Regions from separate parts of the Mus musculus genome. Here all the other regions are linked to region 1. Evidence: chromatin contacts called from public ChIA-PET and HiChIP or PLAC-seq data. All regions are on one chromosome and are shown on one strand. The core of a region is the stretch at or near the end of the contact, and the rest is flanking DNA. Distances in the headings are between cores, read along the strand shown.

The links. ChIA-PET counts read pairs in DNA pulled down with a chosen protein or histone mark. HiChIP or PLAC-seq counts read pairs in DNA pulled down with a chosen protein or histone mark.
Region 2: an RNA polymerase II ChIA-PET map of memory CD8 T cells shows a contact between it and region 1, with 10 read pairs. The contact joins the promoter of Nudt1 here to the promoter of Zfand2a in region 1. A contact is called at or near these places in 3 of 39 promoter capture datasets (embryonic stem cells, hippocampal neurons and pre-B cells) and 3 of 115 datasets of contacts at active chromatin or transcription factors (bone marrow-derived macrophages, memory CD8 T cells and pancreatic cancer cells).
Region 3: an H3K4me3 HiChIP or PLAC-seq map of bone marrow-derived macrophages shows a contact between it and region 1, with 2.8 times the contacts expected there. The contact joins the promoter of Snx8 here to the promoter of Zfand2a in region 1. A contact is called at or near these places in 2 of 115 datasets of contacts at active chromatin or transcription factors (bone marrow-derived macrophages and microglia).

Annotation. Positions count from the first base shown.
Region 1 is chr5:139,482,948-139,486,727 of GRCm38.p6, reverse strand. It overlaps Zfand2a (zinc finger, AN1-type domain 2A), which reads left to right and starts at 2,237. Exons shown (of 7, transcript NM_001159908.1): 1 at 2,237-2,451.
Region 2 is chr5:140,329,615-140,333,335 of GRCm38.p6, reverse strand. It overlaps Nudt1 (nudix (nucleoside diphosphate linked moiety X)-type motif 1), which reads right to left and starts at 1,476. Exons shown (of 5, transcript NM_008637.2): 1 at 1,381-1,476; 2 at 863-913. It overlaps Mrm2 (mitochondrial rRNA methyltransferase 2), which reads left to right and starts at 1,438. Exons shown (of 3, transcript NM_026510.1): 1 at 1,438-1,483; 2 at 2,067-2,356. The coding sequence starts at 1,476.
Region 3 is chr5:140,387,209-140,391,214 of GRCm38.p6, reverse strand. It overlaps Snx8 (sorting nexin 8), which reads left to right and starts at 1,907. Exons shown (of 11, transcript NM_172277.3): 1 at 1,907-2,067. The coding sequence starts at 1,974.

The DNA.
Region 1 (3,780 bases), core at 988-3,487:
TTAGGGGAAAGTCCCTTTGAGAATTATCCAACCCTGTCTTGGGGACATGAGGTCAAGATACCCTGGCTAACTGCTGCTTTTTTGCTTCTGCTAAACTGCTTGCTTGCTCTTCTTACCTCTGCAAGTTCCAACCACATATTGTTTTTACCTTTAAGCTTCCTGAAGAGAGCAACTGGGGCTGCTCTGTAAGAACTCTTTCTCTTCAGGCAGTCACTGGCCAGCTTAATAAAGACTCTCAAATTCCAACTCTGGTTTTGTCAAATGGTTCTGGGGGTGGGGGGCTGTCTTTGGCCAACCATGACCAAAAGCAACTCTTACACTTCAGGGAACAGTCTATCATTGAGGCAGTCACAGAAGGAACTCAAACAGGGAAAGAATCTGGAGGCAGTAACTGAAGCAGAAGCTGTGGAGGACCACTACATACTAGCTTGCTCCTCCTCCTCCTCCTTTTTTTTTTTGAGATGGTCTTTCTACGTAGCCCTGGATGTCCTGGAACTTGCTATGTAATGTTGGCTAGGGGGCTGGAGAGATGGCTCAGGGGTTAAGAGCACTGACTATTATTATTATTTTTTCTTTTGGTTCTTTTGAGACAGGGTCTCTGTATAGCCCTGGCTGTCCTGGAGCTCACTTTGTAGACCAGGCTAGCCTCGAACTCAGTAATCCGCCTGCCTCTGCCTCCCGAGTGCTGGTATTAAAGGCGTGCGCTACCACGCCCGGCCGGCACTGACTATTCTTCCAGAGGTCCTGAGTTCAATTCCCAGCAACTGCATGGTGGCTCACAGCCATCTGTAGTGGGATCCGATGCACTCCTCTGATATGTATCTGAAGACAACTACAGTGTACTCATGTAAATAAATCTTTTTTAAAAAACAAAGCAAAAAGTAATGTTGGCCAAGCTGGACAAGAACTAGGAGAGCCACCTGCCTCTGCTTCCCACATGCTGCGATTATAGGTGTACACATCCAACTGGCCTGATTTTTACTTTCTTATAGCACCTAGGATAATCAGCCTAGGGGTGGTACTACTCGCAAGGAGCTCAGCCCTTCCATATTAATGACTAACTTAAAAGTACTTCCTAGGCCAATCTTATAGAGGTTATTTCCTGAACTGTGGTCTCCTCTTCTCAGTTTATGTCAGATTGAGAAATAAATAAATAATTAATTAAAAACATAAATAATCAGGACAGAGCAGTAGTATTCTGGGTCTATTAGCCTAGCCCACAGATCTTTGGTATTCTCGAGCTTGGGTCAGCAACACTTGAACATCTTTCTTTCTTTTTTTTTTTTTTTTTTGGTTTTTTTCGAGACAGGGTTTCTCTGTGTAGCCCTGGCTGTCCTGGAACTCACTTTGTAGACCAGGCTGGCCTCAAACTCAGAAATCCGCCTGCCTCTGCCTCCCGAGTGCTGGGATTAAAGGCATGCGCCACCACCGCCCGGCTTGAACATCTTTCTTTCTTTCTTTCTTCTTCTTCTTTTTTTTCTTTTTTTTTTTTTAAGATTTATTTATTTATTTATTTATTTAAAGTACACTGTAGCTGTCCTCAGACACTCCAGAAGACGGAGTCAGATCTCATTACGGATGGTTGTGAGCCACCATGTGGTTGCTGGGATTTGAACTCCTGACCTTCGGAAGAGCAGTCGGGTGCTCTTACCCACCGAGCCATCTCACCAGCCCTGAACATCTTTCTTAAATCACATGCATAGTCCGTGCTCCAGCAACTCTGGTAACAGAGATACAGGCATTTTGGGTATCATCTTGTAATTCTTCTGTAGACTGGACCTCACTTTTCCAAGGCATGTTTGTTCAGATGACCTGTCCCTGGCGTTCTGCCTCCCCGAGTCCTGGGATCCTTACAGCTTCACAAATGGGCCATCAATCTGTGCATACCGCGATCCCAGCCCTCAGGGAACTCCTACTGAGACACAGGATTCTCACGTCCGGCCGGGTCCTGTCTCAGGCTCTCAGGTACAGGCAAGCCTGTCACCTCACCCAGAGCTGCCTCACCACGACTCAGCCTAAGCTAGAGATGTTGCCTGACTGTTCTAGAAAATAGGCGGGGGGATAGGGAGGGACGAAAAGGCCGTAGAACTGCTGGATTGGTGACATGTAAGTGACGTCATCACGGCGCCCAGCCCTCTGGGGGTCATAACACGAAGGAATTGGCTGGCCTTCGATGACATTTTGGGCGCGCTGGCGGGCCGACTCTAGATGTTAGGGGATTGGTTGGTGTTGGTGTGGCGTCATCAGAGCGCGCCGGGAACGCCCAGGATGTATGACTCTGGATCTGTCGGCTGGGGATAAATGGCCCAGGCTGCTGCAGGGGCAATGCTACGCTTTCCGGCCTTGAGAGAAGTCGGGCGCTTCGCGGCGATTGGAGCTGCAGTTTCTACTGCGGTGTCACCGGGATAACCACAAAGGGCACCGCTTGTCTGTCTCCGCCTCTGACTACCCGTGAGTGCCAGGTACCGGTGTGGTTGCGGGCCGCTGGGGCCCGGGGAGCTGGTGAACTAGGGGCTGGCGTCTCCGCGCTGTGATTTCTCGTGGCCTGGCCATCAAGGAGTTACTGTCTCAGCACAGTGACATCTCACATCCCCAGGTCAACTGCCCTGAGCCATTGTCGCGGCAGCCAGGCATAGTGGTTGTTGCAGGCCTGTAGTCTCAGCGCTGGGGAGTTGAGTTATTAGATCACAAGCTCCAGGCTAACCTGAGCTAAGTAGTGAGACACACTTTCATGAAACAGTCTACTAGCAGGGCATGGTGGCTCGTGCCTTTAATCCCTGCACTCCAGAGGCAGAGACAGGCGGATCTCCGAGTTGATAGCCAAAGTGATCTACAAAACGGGTTAAGGGACAGCCAGCACTACAAAATAGCGTCTGTCCTAGGCCCCCGGCCCCCTGTTTAAAAAAGGGGGGGGGGAGAAAAGAAACAGTCGGTGGTCATTTGGTAATACGTCACGTGCTGCTTGCTTTGAACAAAAACATTTCATAATGCGGATTCTGTTGTGCACGACTTAAAAGGTTTCCTCCCCGACAGGAATGAGATCCACCCTAACCACTAAATGCAGTAGGAAAGGAAGGGGGAAGGGTGGGAAGTGAATTGGCTTAGAGGTGTTAGAGGTGACGTTTGAGGAAGTGACACTGTAGACTGGTCCTTGACAAGTCAAATAGATGTCTTCTGAAGCCTGAGAGTTCTCAACAAGGAGTAGATAAGAAGTTCCCAGCAGAGAAAGTAATAGAAAGATGTGAAAAGCTCTTTGGGGACTTGACCTGTGGAAAGTGCAAGAGTTTCGAGTCATTTGATAGGTGACAGGACTTGGAGGAGACTTTGCTTCAAGCCTGGTCTCCGGGATGCCAGCCTCTCTGCTTGTCTGTTTCTTGTGGTTAATTAAAGTGCCGCTTGCCTTGATCGGCCCTGGCCTGATGTCATTATGGCGTGTGCACAAAGTAAAACTGAAGGCATGAGGGAGGGAGAGGCAAGGGACAGCCTACTCTGGGGAGCATAGTCAACTGATGCCACTTAGCACCTGGCACCGAATCTTGTTGATGTCAACAAGTGTATTGAGGAGTTGAGACTGCAGCTTGAGTTCCAAGGAGACCATAATTTTCAGTGGCAGCTATGGACTCCATACGGGAAGCCTTTCTTTCTCTCACCACATTTGTTTTGTTTTTGCCAGAGCTGGGGATTGAACCTAGAACTTCCCCCTCCCACATGCTACGCAGAGCATTCTCTTATTAACCCAAGGCTTGGTATTTATGATGAAACGACCACTTTGCTCTTTGC
Region 2 (3,721 bases), core at 227-2,726, 850 kb before region 1:
TTCTCGAATAAAAAAATCCAACAACCCTATATGTGCACAATATAAGTTAAAATTTAAAAACAGAATAAGAAGAAAGGGAAAGAAAAGGGACCCGGAAGCTTAGGCCTGGTGCTGAGGTAAGTCAGGAGAAGAAGTGGGCTTAGCATTGGCCTGTGTTCTGACTTGCCTGTGCCTGAGCCTCTGGCTTCCTGACTCAGCAAAGTCAGCCATCTCTTATTAAGCACCGGCTGTATACAGCTGTCTTTCATAGCCACAGGATATCCACAGGATATCTTTCATATCCACAGATACCAGGATACCTTACCCTTCCATGGATACTGGGATTAAAGTATGATGAAATCACTTCTTTGAAATGGCATATTTGCCTGTAACTTACAGACATCCTCCGGCCCACTTTACATGCAAACTATGTAAATTGTTTTCATGTAGGGAGTGATGACAAATGTCCTCACATTCCATACAGATGAGTGATTTGTTTTGCAAGGATTTTAAACGAGACAGAGTTGTGCCATGTTCTCCATTCTGGACTTAAACTCACAATCTTCCCGCTCAACCACCTGAGTGTAGAATGACAGGCGTGCACCAGCGTGCTCAGCTCCTTGTCTCAGTGAAATGAGCAGTGAGGACATAGATTGGAATCAGGTAGAATGGGTGTGGCTATGGCTCTGTTGATTGGCATTGCTTCAAACAGAGTCCCCATACTGTTTCCCTTTGCAATGGAAATGGGAGTGGGTGGGTAGGGGAGTGGGGGGGAGGGTATGAGGGACTTTTGGGATAGCATTGGAAATGTAAATGAGGAAAATACCTAATAAAAAAAGTAAAAAAAAAAAAAAAAAGACTAAGAACAGAGTTTAAGACTTACTTTCTTCGTTTCTGAGGCGAAAACTAGTGCTCCGAGGTCAAATGGCAGAGCCTAGAAGCAAACAAGGGTGTCCTGGTAGCTGTGATAGGTGGTAAATCGGATGTGTGTCAGGGAACTTTGGACAACCTTTGGTCTGAATTGAGGTCAAGTGTTGCAGGTGTTGGAGACAATGCACATGGAGTGCAGAGCCCAGAACCTGCCTGCAGGGGGCACTCTGCAAATGCCGTTCCCTAGCCTCCCCTCCCAGGGGCTATGGCCGGTACAGACAGGCTGCAAACTGCCCATGCATCAGCTTACCGCCCAGGTCCCCTCTCCCTCTCATTTCTGCTCCCTACTCTCTGTAGTTTCCCTGGTCTTCCCGACCTCAGGCCTGCCCAGTACCCCAGTTTTCCTGGTGGGTTTGAAGCTGCTCTCTAGTCCTTCTACCCCTTCTCTCCCCAGATTTTCCCTGGCACCCCACTCCCGACCTCCAGCGTCTCTCCCGCACCCAGATCTCATTCGCCCGGGACCATCCATACCTTCGCGCCCCAGCCAAAGTTTCCCGGGGCGGAGCCTCGCGTTGGAAGCGAGGGCGGGACTTCCGGCGGCGGGAGGAAACCACCAGCAAGCAGCAATGGCCGGGTGAGTGAGTTACGGCGTCTGCCTGCGCTAAAAGGACGTCTTTGCATACAGGAACGGAGTGGATGACAGTAGTAGGGAGCTCAGTGAATTGTGTTGCAGAGGGGTGCTGGCGACCTCCGTCCCGGGGAGCGGGACACGGGTGTACGATGTTTATTCATGTACAGACGTGAGTGAGTGAGGCTTGCAACATAGAAATAGGTGTATGGGCTCCGTGGATAAAGCTGTGCATTCGGGAGGATTGGGGTTCGGATCCCCAGAGCCTACAAAATACTGGACATGTGTGCTGACCAAATGTAACCCCAGTGCTGGGGAGGCAGAGAAAAGGGGTCCCTGGAGAAAGCTGGCGAGATAGACTGGCAGGTTGGCGACCTTACATCAATACATAAGGTAGAGAGCAAGCGAAGGGGACGTCCCTTCTCTACTTTGGACCCCCATACACAGGCAGACACATGTGCACATACATGCTAATACACATGCGTGCATGCATATCGCACATACATATGCAGAAACAAAAAGGTTGAACCAAGACTTTCTTGCCTCTCTGTGTAATGCCCACCCGCTAACTCTTTTTTCGTCATTTCAGGCATCTGAAGCTGGTAGGCGTTCCCCTTAAGGTTCGGAGGTTACACACAGCAGTGTGTCACTACAGGGGCCGGACCGGCGCTGAGCACCTGTGGCTCACGCGGCATCTAAAGGATCCGTTTGTGAAGGCCGCAAAGGTGGAGAGTTACCGCTGCCGCAGTGCCTTCAAACTCCTGGAGATGAATGAGAAGCATCAGATCCTGAGGCCCGGTCTCCGGGTGCTGGACTGCGGGGCAGCTCCGGGAGCCTGGAGTCAGGTGGCAGTGCAGCGCGTCAATGCCACAGGCGCAGGTGGGACCTGCTGGACTCCCAGCTCCTCTGACTACTGCTAGTGAGCAGCTCTTACCTAGAGACATTGTTTGAGGCTCTTTCTAAGTAGGTTTAGAGATGAGAGTTACAGAAATACGACACAGGCTGGGTACAGGACACAGCTGCTAAGTAAAGTCAGGCCCCGCAGGCCTACGAGGTGGAGGCAGGATTAGAAGTTCAGGGTCATCCCAGCTACATGGTATGTCTGTACTAGAGAAAAAAAAAAGGGCAGAGGTAGGGGGTTGGGAAGGGAGCACAGGGTGGTGGTGATGCTATGAAGATGGGTTAGTCAGCAGTGGTTCTCACTCTGGGCTGTGACCCACTGGCTTGGTGGTTGAATGGTGCATGCCGGTAAGGCTGACAAGCTTGAGTTCTCGCCCCAGGATTTACACTGTGGACGGGAGAATTGACACCAGAAAGTTGCTGTGTGGACTCCACAAATGTGCCGTGGCGTGTGCTCACTTGCTTATATACCCTCTCACATACATGATTAAATAAGCAAAATGTTTAAAAAAGAACAAAGAAGAAAACCACAGGAGTTGGCGGACAGCCTGGGTTCGCACTATGTCCCTTTCTCTAAACAAAACAAAAAGCCCCAGAAAACTAAACAATAATGGCTTCCTTTGCTTTCTGTTGCTGTCATAAGCACCATAACCAGACACTGTGAGTAGGAAAAGGTTTCCACCTGGGCTGGGGGTCTGGGCCCTGTAAGAAAGCAGGCTCTTCGAGCCAGGGGAGCAGGCAGGCTGTGCGAGCCAGGGGAGCGGGCCAGTCAGCAGCACCCTCCATGGCCTGTGCATCAGCAGCTCCTGCCTCCAGGCTCCAGCCTTGATTGAGTTCCTGTTCTGGCTTCTTTCAGTGACAGTGATATGGATGTGTAAGTCACGTAACCCCCTTCTTCTCCAACTGGATTTTTGGTTATGGTGTTTCATCACAGCAGTAGAAACTCCAAGACAGCAGGGTTTGGGGACAGGACTACTAATGTGTCCCTGAAGCCTAGGAGCTCTTGGAGGTCCCACTGGGGCCACTGGATTCCTTACTCTGGGAATGTGATAGGCTGTGTACTGTGTGTGTGTGTGTGTGTGTGTGTGTGTGTGTGTGTGTGAAATGGTGCCCAAATAGGAAAGAGAAAAAGCGAAAAAACAGCTGCATCTGTGACATTGCCCAGCTGTGGTGGCTATACCTGTGACCCTAGCCCTCTGGTGGTAGAGACAGGAGAACCAGGAATCCCAGGCCTGAGTCACACAGTTCTCAAAGAACCAAGAGCCAAAAATGAAGGGCTTGGCTCTCAGAGAGGACTCAAGTTCAGTTCCCAGCACCCACATCAGGCAGCCCCTAGCCTCCGTG
Region 3 (4,006 bases), core at 658-3,157, 900 kb before region 1:
CGGGATCCCAGTGTCACACTGAACCTCTCTTAGGGTGAGCTTTTAAGCATGAAAACCAAATATGTCTGGGTTGACATATTTCGGTTAACAAGGACAGTTAGCCAGAAGCAGAACTACAGAAGCTGAAAAGCAAGCTTAGCACTTTCCCAGAACTATGGGCTTTGATGGATCAGGTCTTCATTTTTGGCAGGTGGTGTTTTGTGCTGAGTTTTATAGCCTGGATACTCCTTCCATGATGGAGCTAAGATCTGGGGCTCTGTTACACTTCTACACAATAGATTGTAGTCCTGGAAAATAAAGGGAACTAGACGCAGCTACAGCCAAGCTTAGGGCTTTAAAAACTTTAGAGGCACCAGCAGGGAGACTGAGAGGCATCCTAGGGCTCCAACCTTGGAGCCTTCAGTCCACTCCATGGAAATCATTAGACATCAATATCTGGAGAGGCGAGGTCTTTACTGTGAAATAAGAAAGGCCTTCCCTGATGGAGTCGAGACAGGGTTTCTCTGTAGCCCTGGCTGTCCTGGAACTCACTTTGTAGACCAGGCTGGCCTCAAACTCAGAAATCCACCTGCCTCTGCCTCCCGAGTGCTGGGATTAAAGGTGTGCGCCACCACACCCAACTGTTCTGATGGAGTCTTATTAATAACCCTCTTCTTCTCCCAGATATTTTTTTGCTTTTCCTTTACTTGAGATAATGTATCTATATGCAGTTTAGGTTGCCTTTCTTTTTTCTTTTTCTCCTTCTTTCTTTTTCCTTTCTTCTTCTTCTTCTTCTTCTTCTTCTTCTTCTTCTTCTTCTTCTTCTTCTTGTTCTCCTCCTCCTCCTCTTCCTCCTCCTCCTCCTCCTCCTCCTCCTCCTCCTCCTCCTTCTTCTTCTTCTTCTTCTTCTTCTTCTTCTTCTTCTTCTTCTTCTCTCTCTTCCTCCTCCTCTTCTTCTTCCTCCTCCTCCTCCTCCTCTTCCTCCTCCTGCAGTTCTAGACTCAGTCCTCATATTCAGCCCCGGGTCAGACACTGCTCCTGTGTGCTCTTACATCCTTGCTTCCCTCTGTCAGTCAGAGGGCCAGGCCTGGAGGTATGTATGTTCAACTTAGCTCCTAGGGAGGCTGAGGCAGGAGGATGTTCTGCCTTAGCTACAGAGTGAGTTCAAGGCTAGCCTGGCTAACTAGACCCCGAGTCAAAATAAATACATAAAGCTCAACGTCCTGGTGTGCATCTTCAATCCCAGCACTCAGGAGAGAGAGGCAGGCAGATCTTTGAGTTTGAGGCTAGCCATAGTGAGTTCCAGGACAGCCAGGGTTATATATTGAGACCCTATCTCCAACAATATACAAATAAATAATAAAGGGCTGGTGATACATAGCACAGTGGTAGAGGGCCAGCTCAGCATGTGGGAGCCTATGGGCTCAATCCCCAACAGAAAGGAGAATGGCCTGGTTATCTGCAAACAATTATGGAATGTTGTTCCTCATCAGTAATCTTCAGAGACCTATTATAGTCAGAAGACCTACTCTCTAGCCATGTTTCACGCTCCAAATCCCAGAAGGTACTAGAACACTGTTCTAATGTCCGTAGCACCTTTCACAGGGGCTGCCCCGGAATTCACAGAGCATGTGTGAGTGGGCAAGCGAATGCAAAAATGAATGGCAGCGTGGGTCAGAGGGTGGGCAAGAAGATGAGTAACAGCTGCTGGCTAAGAGCGGGGAGGTGGGTGCGCACTGGAGGGAGGTGGCACTAAGCAGCTGGGGCGGTACTCGCGCTAGCACTCAGTCTTGGACCAGAGCTGCTGAACGCTGCCCCGGCCGCGGCCACGTGGTTGGGGCGTGGCTCGTGGGTAGGGGCGTGGTCTTACTGCTTGGGGTGAGCGGAGGGGCGTGGCGAGGTTGGCATGGGCGTGGCCACGCCGGACAAGAGCTGGCGTGGGCGGGGCTGGCCGGGCGGGCGCGGGAGGAAGTCACGTGGGCGAGCGGGCTCACATGACTGGCCGCGCGATGGACCCGCTGCCCTCGCCGGCAGTCGCTGCAGCTGCTGAGGCGGAGGCTGACGAGGAGGCGGATCCGCCGGCGACAGGTAGGGCACGCGGCCCGATGGCCCTGTGCGGAGAGCCAAGTGCTTCACACTCGGGGACCACCTGTCAGTGCCACACCTCGCCTGGCCGGGGTGGGGGGGTGGACATTCTTGGGGCCAGCCTCTTCCCGCTGCTCCCTGGGACGCTGCTCTTCAGCCCTCCGTTAGCGAGCGGCCGTGTGGAGTTGCACCTGGGTCTTTTCTGACCCCACTTTGGAGACGTGGTCTAGAGAGTGGTTTATATTCATGTGTGACCATGTCCAGGGAAAGGGATGTGTCTTTGGTATCAGACTCTTTTTCCTGGGGTCCCCGGCTTTGTGGACTGTGGGGACGCATCCATGTGGCCAGAGGCGCAAGGGTGGAGCTGGGCCTGGTGTGTGCCAGCCAGGTCTGGCCAAGTGTCGCTGAGTATGGCCATCTAGAGCATTGGTGGAAAGACAGGTTCTTCTCTTGGGACGAAGGGTTTAGGGTAGTACTTTTAACCCCAGGGGAGGGAGGAGGATGTCAATGAACGCCTCTGAAGAATGGAGAGAAGGTGAAACTCCCCTCGGAGTTGGTCAACAGTCTTTGGGTCTTGTTGGGTAAAACATTGTATTTTTGAGGTTGTATGTTTGAGCCACCACTTAAGTCCCTATACCTGGGCGCCTTGAGAAAGGGAGACTGATCCAGAGCTACTTATGCCTTTTAAGAATGCTTTTTTAAAAAAATATTTCTAACTGTGTATATGTATGTGTGTGTGTGTGTGTGTGTGTGTGTGTGTGTGTGTGTGCGCGCGCGCCCTTGGAGGACAGATGTGTTAGATTCCCGAGAGGCCAAAGTTTCACCTGCCTGTTAGCCACTCAGTAGAGCTGCTGGGACCCAGACTCCTGTCCTCTGCAAGAGCTCTGGAGCCTGTGCTCTGAGCCCCTGCCTGACTCATAAAGCAATTCCTTGTGGCTTGTAGCAGTGGTGATGGGTTAGAGCTCTCTTGGCAAATTTGGGATCTTCCATATTACTTCCTAGAGAACTCAGCTAATGGCTGACGTTAGGAAGGATTTCGTCTAGATTTTTGACAGATCTTGGGCAGTGGTGTGACTTGTGTGTTAGTCACAGCCATGTAGTCCTTCACGATTGACAGGCCATCCCAGTAGCCACGTAAGTAGGAAAATGGGTTTTTCAACCTGTCACTTCCTTCTGTATGTATGAAACTTGGCACCAAGCTGGTGATGTGGCGAAGGAGATTTTCTTCCTTCTGCAAGAAACTTAGTTGGAGTGTGTCTTGGTGGAGCCTTTGGCTGGATGGACTAGAGTCAAAACACCTTTGGGAATCACTCTTGGGAAAACGTATTCTTGTGTGTGTGATGTTCTTGAGAACAGTGTGGCATGGCACAGGGATGGCAGTCAGAGGACAGCTTTGTGGAGTCACTTCTCTCTTCCACTGTTCCTTGAGTTCTAGGGATGGAGCTTGAGGTGGGTGGGCTTGTGTGTGTGAATGCAGGTAGCCACTGAGCCCTCTCACCTGGTCCCGAGGATGGCTTTGCTTTCAGAGGTAAAGAGCTCAGGCAGCGAACTTTCACAGGTTGATTTTCACTTCACTTCCTCTTCCTCTTCCTCATCCTCTTCCTCCTCCTCTTCCTCTTCCTCCTCCTCCTCTTCCTCCTCACCTTTTGCCTAGTAGCCTCCACCTTCACAGTTGGCTGATTTTTGACATCTCAAAGGATTAACTAGTGTGACTTATGGGTACATAGCAGATTTCCACTTTGGCTACCCCTTCAGAGCTGCCGGTAGTAGTCATGCGTAAAGTAGTGTTTGTGTTTGTAGCGGTTTGGAACTGCTGGGAGGAAAATGGGCTCATTGTGGTTTTCAGCACACAGATCCATTATTCGAAAGGTGAACCGTGTATACGCTGCAGGAGATTGGTCCTCAGGAGAACTGAACTTAGTGTGCTGACCTGCCTGGTCTT